2 separate regions of the Mus musculus genome follow, and region 1 is linked to region 2. A link is a contact called in public Hi-C data. All regions are on one chromosome and are shown on one strand. Each heading gives the region's core, a stretch centred on a gene start, on an enhancer-like site or on the middle of the called end of the contact. The rest is flanking DNA. Distances are from core to core; before and after follow the strand shown. Region 1 overlaps Ell2 (elongation factor for RNA polymerase II 2). Region 2 has its middle 140 kb from the start of Pcsk1.

What was found. A called contact is a pair of places that touch in the nucleus more often than the background predicts.
Region 1: a Hi-C map of liver shows a contact between it and region 2, with 5 times the contacts expected there. The contact joins two enhancer-like sites. A contact is called at or near these places in 2 of 15 datasets of contacts at CTCF or cohesin (large pre-B cells and pro-B cells), 2 of 484 Hi-C or Micro-C datasets (cortical neurons and liver) and 1 of 115 datasets of contacts at active chromatin or transcription factors (kidney).

What each region holds. Positions count from the first base shown.
Region 1 is chr13:75,734,664-75,739,807 of GRCm38.p6, reverse strand. The region is part of intron 2 of Ell2 (elongation factor for RNA polymerase II 2); the gene reads right to left. Among named protein-coding and RNA genes, the nearest start is that of Ell2, 30 kb to the right of the region's middle. Within about 2 kb of position 1,602, at least 65 of the 459 cell types and tissues checked have an H3K27ac peak or open chromatin away from gene starts, as enhancers often do. A contact at or near this core is called in liver, where this site is marked.
Region 2 is chr13:75,223,545-75,228,791 of GRCm38.p6, reverse strand. No RefSeq gene overlaps it. Among named protein-coding and RNA genes, the nearest start is that of Pcsk1, 140 kb to the right of the region's middle. Within about 2 kb of position 2,986, at least 14 of the 459 cell types and tissues checked have an H3K27ac peak or open chromatin away from gene starts, as enhancers often do. A contact at or near this core is called in liver, where this site is marked.

The DNA.
Region 1 (5,144 bases), core at 353-2,852, 510 kb before region 2:
TTTAGAAAGCATTTAAAAAATCTGAATACATTACATAGAATGGATGCTGACATAGAAAAGAACTAAACTGTCTTCACATCCCTGAGTCATCTCCCAGAACACTACAGTATCCTCTGAGGCCCCTGCTGTCCTGAAGACTTAGTGTCCACCCCTCTCCTTCTCAAACCACCCTTGATGTCCCAGCTCGAACCCATCACATGTTTGTCTTCTACTCCCCAATTATTTCTTAAATATGCATTCTCATCTATCTCCCCTGCTTTGTTTAAGATCCCCTCATGCCTTTGACAATGTCTTTTGTCTTTCAGCTTTTTTTTGATCCCTTCTCAGTCATATCCGTAAATCATTCAGCTCTTATCCCCAAATCACTCAGGTTTTAAGTCAAATATCCTCCAATGCCAGTCTGAACGCATCAGTCCCATACACCATTGATGGTTTTTTGGTTTTTTATTTTTAATCTAGCTATCCATGAGAGGGAATTGAAGTGCATTTATAGGCATCCAGTTATAGGCATCCAGAGTTCTCTGCTACTACAGCAACTGAACTGGGCCTCACTCGCCATAGTGCCCTTCATCTCAAGAGGCAGCACCGTGCCATCAGAAAACACTGGGCTGAGTCTCTACTTCTTGTTTATCTTGTGGTAACATTTCTTTCATTTATGACTCAGCTCAGGACCTTTACTCTGTGAGGAAGCCCAGCCGTCTCTAGTGAGGTGGGCTTAGTTGCTCCTCTTCTGGGTCCTCACAATCCCCATAGCCTTTACTGCTTCTTTACTAAGTTCCCTGGGTTCTGATTTATGTCTTTCTCCCCCACCAGACTGAGTTGTTGAAAATCAAGGGCTGTGGTCTCATTCATTTTTGTTTATGTTTGGGACATTGAACATGCCTCATAAATATTTGCAGATTTACACAAACAAACAATCAATCAAACATGCCAGTGATTAAAAACAAAACAAAACAAATGAAGTTGAAATAGGCCACGTAAGTAAGGCTCTTTGGGAAAGTAGGACTCGGCAGAGCAAACACCGACTGGAGGGCGTGAATGTCAGGAAGAGGAAACGTCTGATCTCTTCTAGGTTATATTTAGCCTGAAAACATAGGCAAAGTGGCTTCTTGGGTTTGTGGTACTTAAGATTTACATTATACACGTCTCTCTCTCTCTCTCTCTCTCTCTCTCTCTCTCTCTCTCTCTCTCTCTCTCTCTCCATACATATATTTCTTCACTAAAATGCAGAACTCTTGTCCTCAAGTTCCATTTGAAAACACATCCCAACCTCTTAAAAAACACAACTTAGAAGACCCAGGGAGATAGCTAAAGGGCTGGGAAGGACACACTAAAAGAACTCAGGGAGACATTATCCTGGTCAATTATAAAGCAGAAATTTGTCTTAAAAAAAAGTTTGTCTTTCTGAAACAAAGCTCAAATCTTAGTTCTACAAGGAAAAAAAATGTTATGTATGAACAGTTAAGTTCCAAATCCCTGTGAGTTTTCTCTCCTCCTGCTCGTCTGCGGTCCTGAGGAAAGCCACACCATGCCTGGAGGAACGGCAGGCAAAAGCTGGCAGACCTAGGTTTGTGCCTGGCAGTCATAAGCAGTGGTGTAAATCTAGTGAAGAGACAGACCTGACGGGACGGGTAGGAGCTGCCCTGAAGATCAACAGAACGGCTGGCCTAGGCCCGAGATTTTGCAAAATGCATGGCTTCAGCCCAGTTCAATCAACATCACCATGAAAACTTGCATGCTCACTAATATAAACAACTGTTTGGAAGGTTATTTCCAAAGTGAAATGGAAGAGTGACCAGCTCTTAATTCTGGATTCCACTATCAATTAATCTCAATACATTTTTCTTTTTAAAGCTATTTAGATTTTTTTTTAAAAAATAAATCTTTAGTTAGCCTGGTGCATGTTGTGGCATATACCTCTGATTCCAACATTGTCGCTGGTCCTGTAATAGAGTCTATTGGTTGTCTATATTTTCCCATCCCTTTCTCTCCTCTCCCTGACTTAATTTCTGGAAACAGCTCGACCAGTTGGCCTTAAAAAATTTTTTTAAACAAATGTAAAAAAATAATGTTGACCAGTTATTTAATTATAATTATTATTATTATTGGGTATTTAATTTATTTACATTTCAAATGCTATCCCCCTTCCCAATTTCCCCTCCACAAGCCCCCTATTCCCTCCTCCCTGTTTCTATGAGGGTGCTCTCCCATACACCCACTCCTGCCTCAGCACACTTGCGTTCCCCTATGCTGGGGCATTGAGCCTCCACAGGACCAAAGGGCTCCCCTCTCAGTGATGCCAGATAAGGCAAATCCTCTGCTACATATCCAGCTGGAGTCATGAGAATCCCCTTTTTGGTTGATGGTTTTAGTCCCTGAGAGATTTGGGGCGTCTGGTTGGTTGATATTGTTTTTCTTTCTATGAGGTTGCAAACCCCTTCAGCTCCTACATTCCTTGCCCTAACTTCTCCACTGGAGTCCCCGTGCCCAGTCCAATGTTTGGCTGTGTTGATCTGGCTCTGGCAAAGCCTCTTGGTGGGCAGCTATACCGAGCTCTTGTCAGTAAGCACTTCTTGGCATCAGCAATAATGTCTCAGTTTGTTGTCAACAGATGGGATGGGTCCCTAGGTGGGGCAGTCTCTGGATGTCCTTTCCTTCTGTTTCTGCTCCACTCTTTGTCCCTGCATTCCCTTTTGACAGGAGGAATTCTGGATTAATATTTTTGAGGTGGGTGGGTGGCCCCATCTCTCAACTGGGGGCCATGCCTATCCACTGGACCTGGTCTCTACAAGTTCTCTCTCCCCTTTGTTGGTTATTTTGGCTAATGTTCTCCCAGTTGGGGCCTGGGAACCTCTTGGGTCCCTGGCATCTGGGACTTTCTAGTGGCTACCCATGGTTCCCCCTCTTTAATAGATATTTTTAAAAGGTGGTTGACCAGTTAGCCTTTCCTTTTTGTTTTTTCAAACTTCTTGTGTCTACACAAGTCCTACACAGTCCTACAAGATGAGTGAAACCTGTAGTATTTGAATTTTATAGACCTTTCCCCAAATACCTCCTCTGAAAATAATAATTCCTGAGGTAGAAAATACATACACAATTCTATAAAATGTATTTCTATTTAATTTTCATAACTCAAATTGATGTGCTAATTTTCTAAAACCTATAAAGGAATAAAAACTATTTCTAATTTCATAGCTACTGATATAAAACATCAAGTATTAAATGAGAGGTCATAGTTCAGATTTCTAAAGAGCCTTGGTAGGCCTGATGTAAATATAGAAGATGTAAATAAAACCTGTCAAACCTCCAGATAAGTAGATTTATAACTTTAAGAAATATAGGGTTGAAAGATGGCTAGGGATGGTATGGCTGGCCTATTATGAGAACCATTAAGCCGATGTCTCTACACAGAGGAAGAGATGCTGTCAAAGAAAGGATGAATACACATGTAGTAGTAGAGCAATACTGCATGTGTAGAATGCATACAATGAAATGCTTCGGTGATTATTCTCTAGATAGTCATATACTTCTAGAAAGTAGCACCACCACCACCCACTAAGCAATCACTCCAGGACAACAGTGCTGTATGAAATAGTAAATTATGTGACCTCACCAATAGCCAATAAATAACTCATCAATAGCCAATAGTGTGATGGCATGTGGGTAGGGGGAAGACATTACTAGCTTAAAAGTTTATAATATTCCTTTACAGGAGACAGCCATCAAAAGGAGATTGCAGAAACCCAAGCATGTTAAATTTTAAGACTATAAAAATGATATGCAAAAATGCCAAAACAACAAAATACATAAAAGGTTACATGAATACCATACTTATTTTACAATTACTGAAATAAGATAATTATCTTAAAAATTATCATCAGTTATGAACATAAAGACTATCCTACTATGTTGGTTAGAAACATGAGTAATATAAAGAAAAGAAAAAAGAAAAGAGGAAAAGAAAGAAACCAAAACCACTCCTGACGATACCAAATGGGGACACAGAAACATCTGCTACTTCATGGCATCTTAAAATACTACAGTATCTAGCATATGCCAGGGATCATTAAGCAGGTCACACTGTCAGTTTTTAAAAAGATTTATTTTATTTGTATCTATGTGTATATGTGTGTGTGTCTGGGTGTAGTGGCTGCAGGAGCTAGAAGAGGATGTTGGATTCCCTGGAGTTCTAGGCAGTCATGAGCCATCTGATGTGGGTACTGGAAACTAAACCCAGGTCCTAGCTATCTCTCTATCCCACACTGTTAGTTTTTAAACATTATCAAATGATTACTTTGAAATAATGGTAAAAAACAAAACAAAGCATGCATTCAATATTGGCCAGGGGAATCAGCTCCTGAGATACTTTCAAAGAGCTGTGGGGACAGAAAACAGCATCCTTCTAGAGGCATTACTGAAAGTCACTCCTACTTCCTGACCTAGTATATTACACATCCCTGAATCTATCCTGAGGAAACAGAGGTGAAAAAGAAAATCCTAGAGATGTTCCCTGTACTGTTATTATGCAATAATATTATGCATTATTATGCAATAATAACAGTGTAAATAATCATAGAATAACTAAATGATAGATATTAAAACAATAAAATGTTAGGCGGTTACTTCAATATAACCTTTATTATTGAAAAATGTTCCTAATATAGCTTTAAATATAGAATATTTTAAAAGTAATCAATAAATATACTGACTCTGCAATTGTAAAGCTTTATTTAAGCGTTTGTTTTGGTTTTTAAAAATGAGGTCTCATGTGACTCAGTCTAATGTCAAACTCACTATGGTGCTGAGGCTGGATTTGAACTCCTGATCTTCCTGCCATCACTTCCAGTGCTGGGATTACAGACATGCAGCACCATTTTCAGATGCCTCTGAACCTTTTAAAAATATATTTGTGAGAATGAGAACAAACCAAAAAACCCCAAAAGACTAGGGGAAATCTACCAGAATTGCTGTCCACTGGCCCAGACACTCCTGTTTCATACTTACTCTTGTCTTGCTTTACACAGTTCTAAAATGTTCATTCACTTCATTTCTCAATCAGAAACAATAAAGGAGGCATAAAAATAAATTAGATTTTAGGCTATCAATATGAAACTTGCCCTTCATGACTCAATCAGTTTAAATAT
Region 2 (5,247 bases), core at 1,737-4,236:
CTTGTTTGTTTCTGTCTTTTTTCACTGTGGCCTCCTCTGCTTCCCACCACTTGTGCTGGGTGGTCCAGCTGTCTGTTTCTTTCCTCCCAGTACTGGCAATCTTCTTGGATGAGCTTATCCACACTCAACATTTTAATTACTAACTTTGTGCCAATGACACTGTCTTTAGTACCTTACCGTCCCTCCCCTGATCTTCAGGCTCAACAATTCCATCACCTCCTAGGTACTTTTTCTCTGGATATTCTCCAGATGTTTGGCTCCATTTCTCAAAACGCACCTTCCTCCATTTTCTTCAATTTCTATTTGTCACTTTTTTTTCCCCTGTTATAAAATGTTAGAATTTCTCCCTCCTCCACTTCAGAAAACTGATTATTAAATCCTAGGACATGTCCATCTTTTCTGTCTCTCAGACTGATTCCATTCTTATTCTCCATACACTGTTAGAGCTGAGCATTCTCTGGCCTTGACCACCTCAACAACTGCCTCGCTGGACAGGGTTTCTGTAATTGCTCTGCTCTGTGCCCCTGCTCAAGAGCTTCTGGACCAAAACCACCTGTCTAAATCCACTCAGAATCCTACAGGGGAAACCCACTCCTTGTCTAGCATGCTCTAGCCCACTCTGAAAACACCAGCACCACTCAGCATGCCTCACTGACTGCAGTAATAATGCTCGCGGTAGTTTTCTACCACCACTCTGTTCTTTTCTTTCCTTGCTTCCTCTTTTCTCCAGTACACATGCTTTGCTATGAAGACTTAAGTTGGTCTTATGAATTTCAAGTAACTATTATAGTCTTCATGCTTGGGTCTGTAAAAAAGACAGGCTTCAGTTGAATAGTCACTTTAGTTGTTTTAATCCTCAATGCAGTCAGAAGGAGGACTGGGAATACAGTATTCCTGTGCCCCCCTGTGATTAAAAACTTGCCAAGGTGTGTAGATTTTCATACCAATGCGGCTCCAAACCCAGAAGCACTCGCCTGTTCTGAAGCACACACTGCCCTCCAGTGGAACTCCTTGGAAGGACACACCTGATCTGCCATGACGAGTGTTTCCAGTTATTTTTCCCCATCAAGCATGCTTTGAACAATGTCAAATTTTAATTCAAAATGATTTTATTTGACTAAAGAATATTTTTCAAGTCAAATCTAGTAGTGAAGGCTTTTAATTCCAGCTATCTGGGATGTAAAGGTGTGAGGACCTCAAGTTCAAGGCCAGCCTGAGAAAAACAGTGAGACCCTGTCAATGACTAAGTAAACATAAGAATCAGGCCATAGCTCAGCGATATGCCCCAATTCTTGCCTGGCATTTGGAAAGCTGGAAAATTTAAACCTGATGCTTAACAAACCCTACAACTAAAACTAGGCTGAAGCAAAAATAAAACTTACTTTGGAGCGTTTAAGAATTTGTTCTGTGAAGAGAGCAAACACAGTCACCCTGACAAGCTACTTCATCCAGTGCAACCCTTACTTAACACCAGTATATCCTTTTTTTGGTTTTCAACCACGGAAAGGATGATGGTAAAGGCAACTATAATCTCTATATATCTATATATAATACTGGTTAATATTATGTAAAGCTGTATTTTATGTAATTTATGGTTTTGCTACAGAGTGACTTTAGAGAATTCTCTAATATGATAGAGCAAGAGTAAATTATTAGAAAACTATTAAATAATATTAAATTATATTCATAGACACACTGGTAGAAGATGCCACAAAGCCACACAGCAACTGGGCATCAAGGTGTCTGAATTTCTGTAGATGCTAGCTGGCTGCTCTGAAATGCATGTAGCCACATCTGCACTTGGGGCTCATAATGTGTGCTTGTGCAGAGTGTCACATTAACATCTTGCTTGGCATATGCCCTTTTAGATGAAAGACACTGCTAAGATTAAAGCTGACCTGCTGTATTGGGCAAAGGGCAGCCTGGATGCAGGGACACTCTTCTTCTGTCCACTGTCTGTGACTTTAGAAGTCCTCAGGGCAGGATCAGAGAATGGAGAACTAAGAACATACTTCAGATGTCTTAGAAACCAATAAAACTGTTGCTTGACCTCTTCTTTCTTAAGTTGCCAAAGCCATGGGGAAAGCTCTTTTCCTTCCTCCCTCTGTCCCTCTCTTATTCTCTCTTCTTCCAGCATTACCACCACCACCACCACTTCTTCCTATACCTCCTCCTTCTCCTTCTCCTTCTCCTTCTCCATCTTGTTATTCTTTTGTCTTAGCTTCATCTACTCAGAATCACTTGTTAGAAGAACTTGAGGTAACTTTTTTTAAAAGGGAAAAGGATGGACAGATTTTACTTAGAGTGTCTTGTTCATCCCTATTTTTTCAAGCCTGAAATTTACAAAATAGAAGTTGTTCAACTGCTGCTGCTTACATAAATCTCAGGAAAAGCCAAGTATCAGACAGAAAGGTTAAAAGAGAAAAAAGAAAAAGAAATGAAAATAAAATCTACTTTTGGTCTGCTTTCGTGTTTTAAACACATATTTCAGGCCTCAGGTTCCAACACGCCAGGTCACGACTGTACTCCGTTTTGCATGGTTCCTTGTTTTATAACCTAACATTATGTTTCATCCCTTCCTGTTTTGCTTGTGCTCTGCTTCATTTATTATCCCTTCTTTCTTCATTTGAAATCCTTGTTTACTATGTTAGAGTTCCGTGGGGCGTGGAACTTACAGTATCAGTAACTCCCAAAGCCCAGAGAATATATAAACATAATAAAATGCCTGGACTTTGACTCTGGAAGAGAAACATGTGATCAACTACAACTTCCCTAAAGATAACTGCTCTGAAGTTTAGTTCACAGAAATTTAATGTTCCATAATATAAATGGCTCACCTGTTGCTTTTGATGAGTTCTAGCCCACTCTTCCTGGATGTGGACTCCTGGGAAGAGGGTCTTTGAGATAGCAGATGGCTCAGCCCAGAGGTGAGGTCATTGAAAGAACATGGTAACACTTTGTACTTGGAAGACTGCCTGACTATTTGTGCCTCAGAGCCTTGGATTCTGGTCCTTGCTTAGACCTTTGCACCTTGGCAAGCCCAATTTATCTTTCAGTCTTGAACTGAGTGCCACTGTCGTGGTAGCAATTCTGAGTGTCCGTCTATGGATTGGCCTATGGGTACAGTAACTATGCACAACAGCACCATAACTTGCTCTAGCTTGGAAATAAAAATGTTTATGAGGGAAAAGATGGCAACAAACATCTCTCTTAATACTGAATAAAGTAAGGAGAGGCCAGGTGCCTGGCTTCAGTGGTTCTTAGCAATGATCTTAACTACTGTCAGGTACCGATACCATCCATGCGCTTTAGCTATGCAACTTGATTTGAGCACTATATGAGAGAAGAGTGGAATCACAACTTTGATACCATACTGCCAAGAAAACGTGTATATAACCACAAGAAAATTATTTGAATATCTTCATGCATCTATAAGAGAAAATGTAAATGTAAAAACCAGTATCAATAATAAAATCTCTACTTGGCTTTTATGGAGGGTCCCAGGTAGCTTTTAGGGAATATTTTAAGTTGGGAGAGCCTTTTAAAAATTCAAGGCATTGCCATATTCCAATTTTTGGTCATGGCATTATATATTATATATGCAAAATGAAAAGGGATTAAGCAAAAATCACGCAGTGAGCTGAGGAAAATCCAAAGCATAAAAATCCCACATTGGACACAAAACAGCATGTAGGCATGTAATACAGATTTGTAGTTGCAGGCAGATGCATACCAGTCCTTATCTTTGAGGACAAGCAAAAGTGTGTCCTGCCTAGTTCAGAGACTCTGTACCTGACTTGCAGGAACAGCCAATAGGTGACCCCATGGACCCAGCACTGCAGAGAATGCAGGGAACACAAGTCAGCTGTGCAGGGCCATTTCCCCAGTATCACTTCAGATGAAGATGAAGAACTCTCAGCTCTGCCTTCATCATGCCTACCAGGATAGGAGGATAGGCTATACTCACACAGAATCTGAGAACTCATCTTCAATGACCTCTGTCTTAGGGCTTCCATTGCTTTGAAGAGACACCAGGACCAGTTCTCTTAGAAAAGAGAATATTTAATTGAGGCTGAATTATAGGTTCAGAAGTTCAGTCTATTATTATCAAGACAGGAAGATGGCAGCTTCCAGGCAGGCATGGCACTGGAGGAGCTAAGAGTTCTACATCTTCATCCAAAGGACTATCTTCCAAGAAGCTAGGAGGAGGGTCTTAAAGCCCACTCCTACAGTGACACATTGTTAGTAAGGACACACCTCCTGTCATAGAGTTTCATCACTGTGAACAGACACCATAACCAAGGCAAGTCTTAGAAAGTACATTTACTAGGGACTGGATTACAGATCCAGAGGTGCAGTCCATTATTATTAAAGTGGGAATATGGCAGTATCCTGGTAGGCATGATGAAGGCAGAGCTGAGAGTTCTTCATCTTCATCTGAAGGCTGCTAGTAGAAAACTCCCTTCCAGGCAGCTAGGATGAGGGCCTTAAATCCCACACCCACATCCAACAAGGCCATACCTACTCTCATGTCTTCTAATAGTGCCACTCCCTGGGCAAGCATATTCAAACCACAACATTCCACTCTCTGGCCCCCATAGGCTTGTACAAACACATAAACCTGTGGGGGTCATATCTAGCTATAGTATAATAAAAAAAAGTACATTTAGTCCAACTTCCAAAGTCCCCATAGTCTATAGCAGTCTCAACAATGTTAAAAGTCCAAAGTTCAAAGTCTCTCCTGAGATCCATCCAGTCATTTAACTGTAATCCCTGAGTAAAGACAGGAAATCAGATGGTCAAACTCCAAATTCTGAATCACCATATGTCAAAGGAGTCTTCAGATCTCCAAATCCTTTTTCATCTTTGTTGACTGTAGCAAACTTCTTTCTCCTGGGCTGGTTCCACTCTCTGTTAGCAGCATTCCTCAAGATATCTACTATGGCTCTGGCATCTGGAGAATCTTGGGGTCTCCAAGGCAACTTCGATGTTATAGATTCTTGTTTCAATGTCTGGGATCCACATATGATCTTCTGGCCTCCTCCAAAGGGCTGGTGTCACTTCTCCAGCTCTGCCCTCTGTAGAACTCTAAGCTCAGGTTGATCCACTCCACTGCTGCTACTGTTCTTGGTGATCATCCCATGGTACTGACATTTCCAATATGCTGGGATCTTCTGCTGCAACTAGGCTTCACTAAAAGCCTCTCATAGGCTCTCTTCATAGTACCAAGCCTCACCTCTTTTGCAT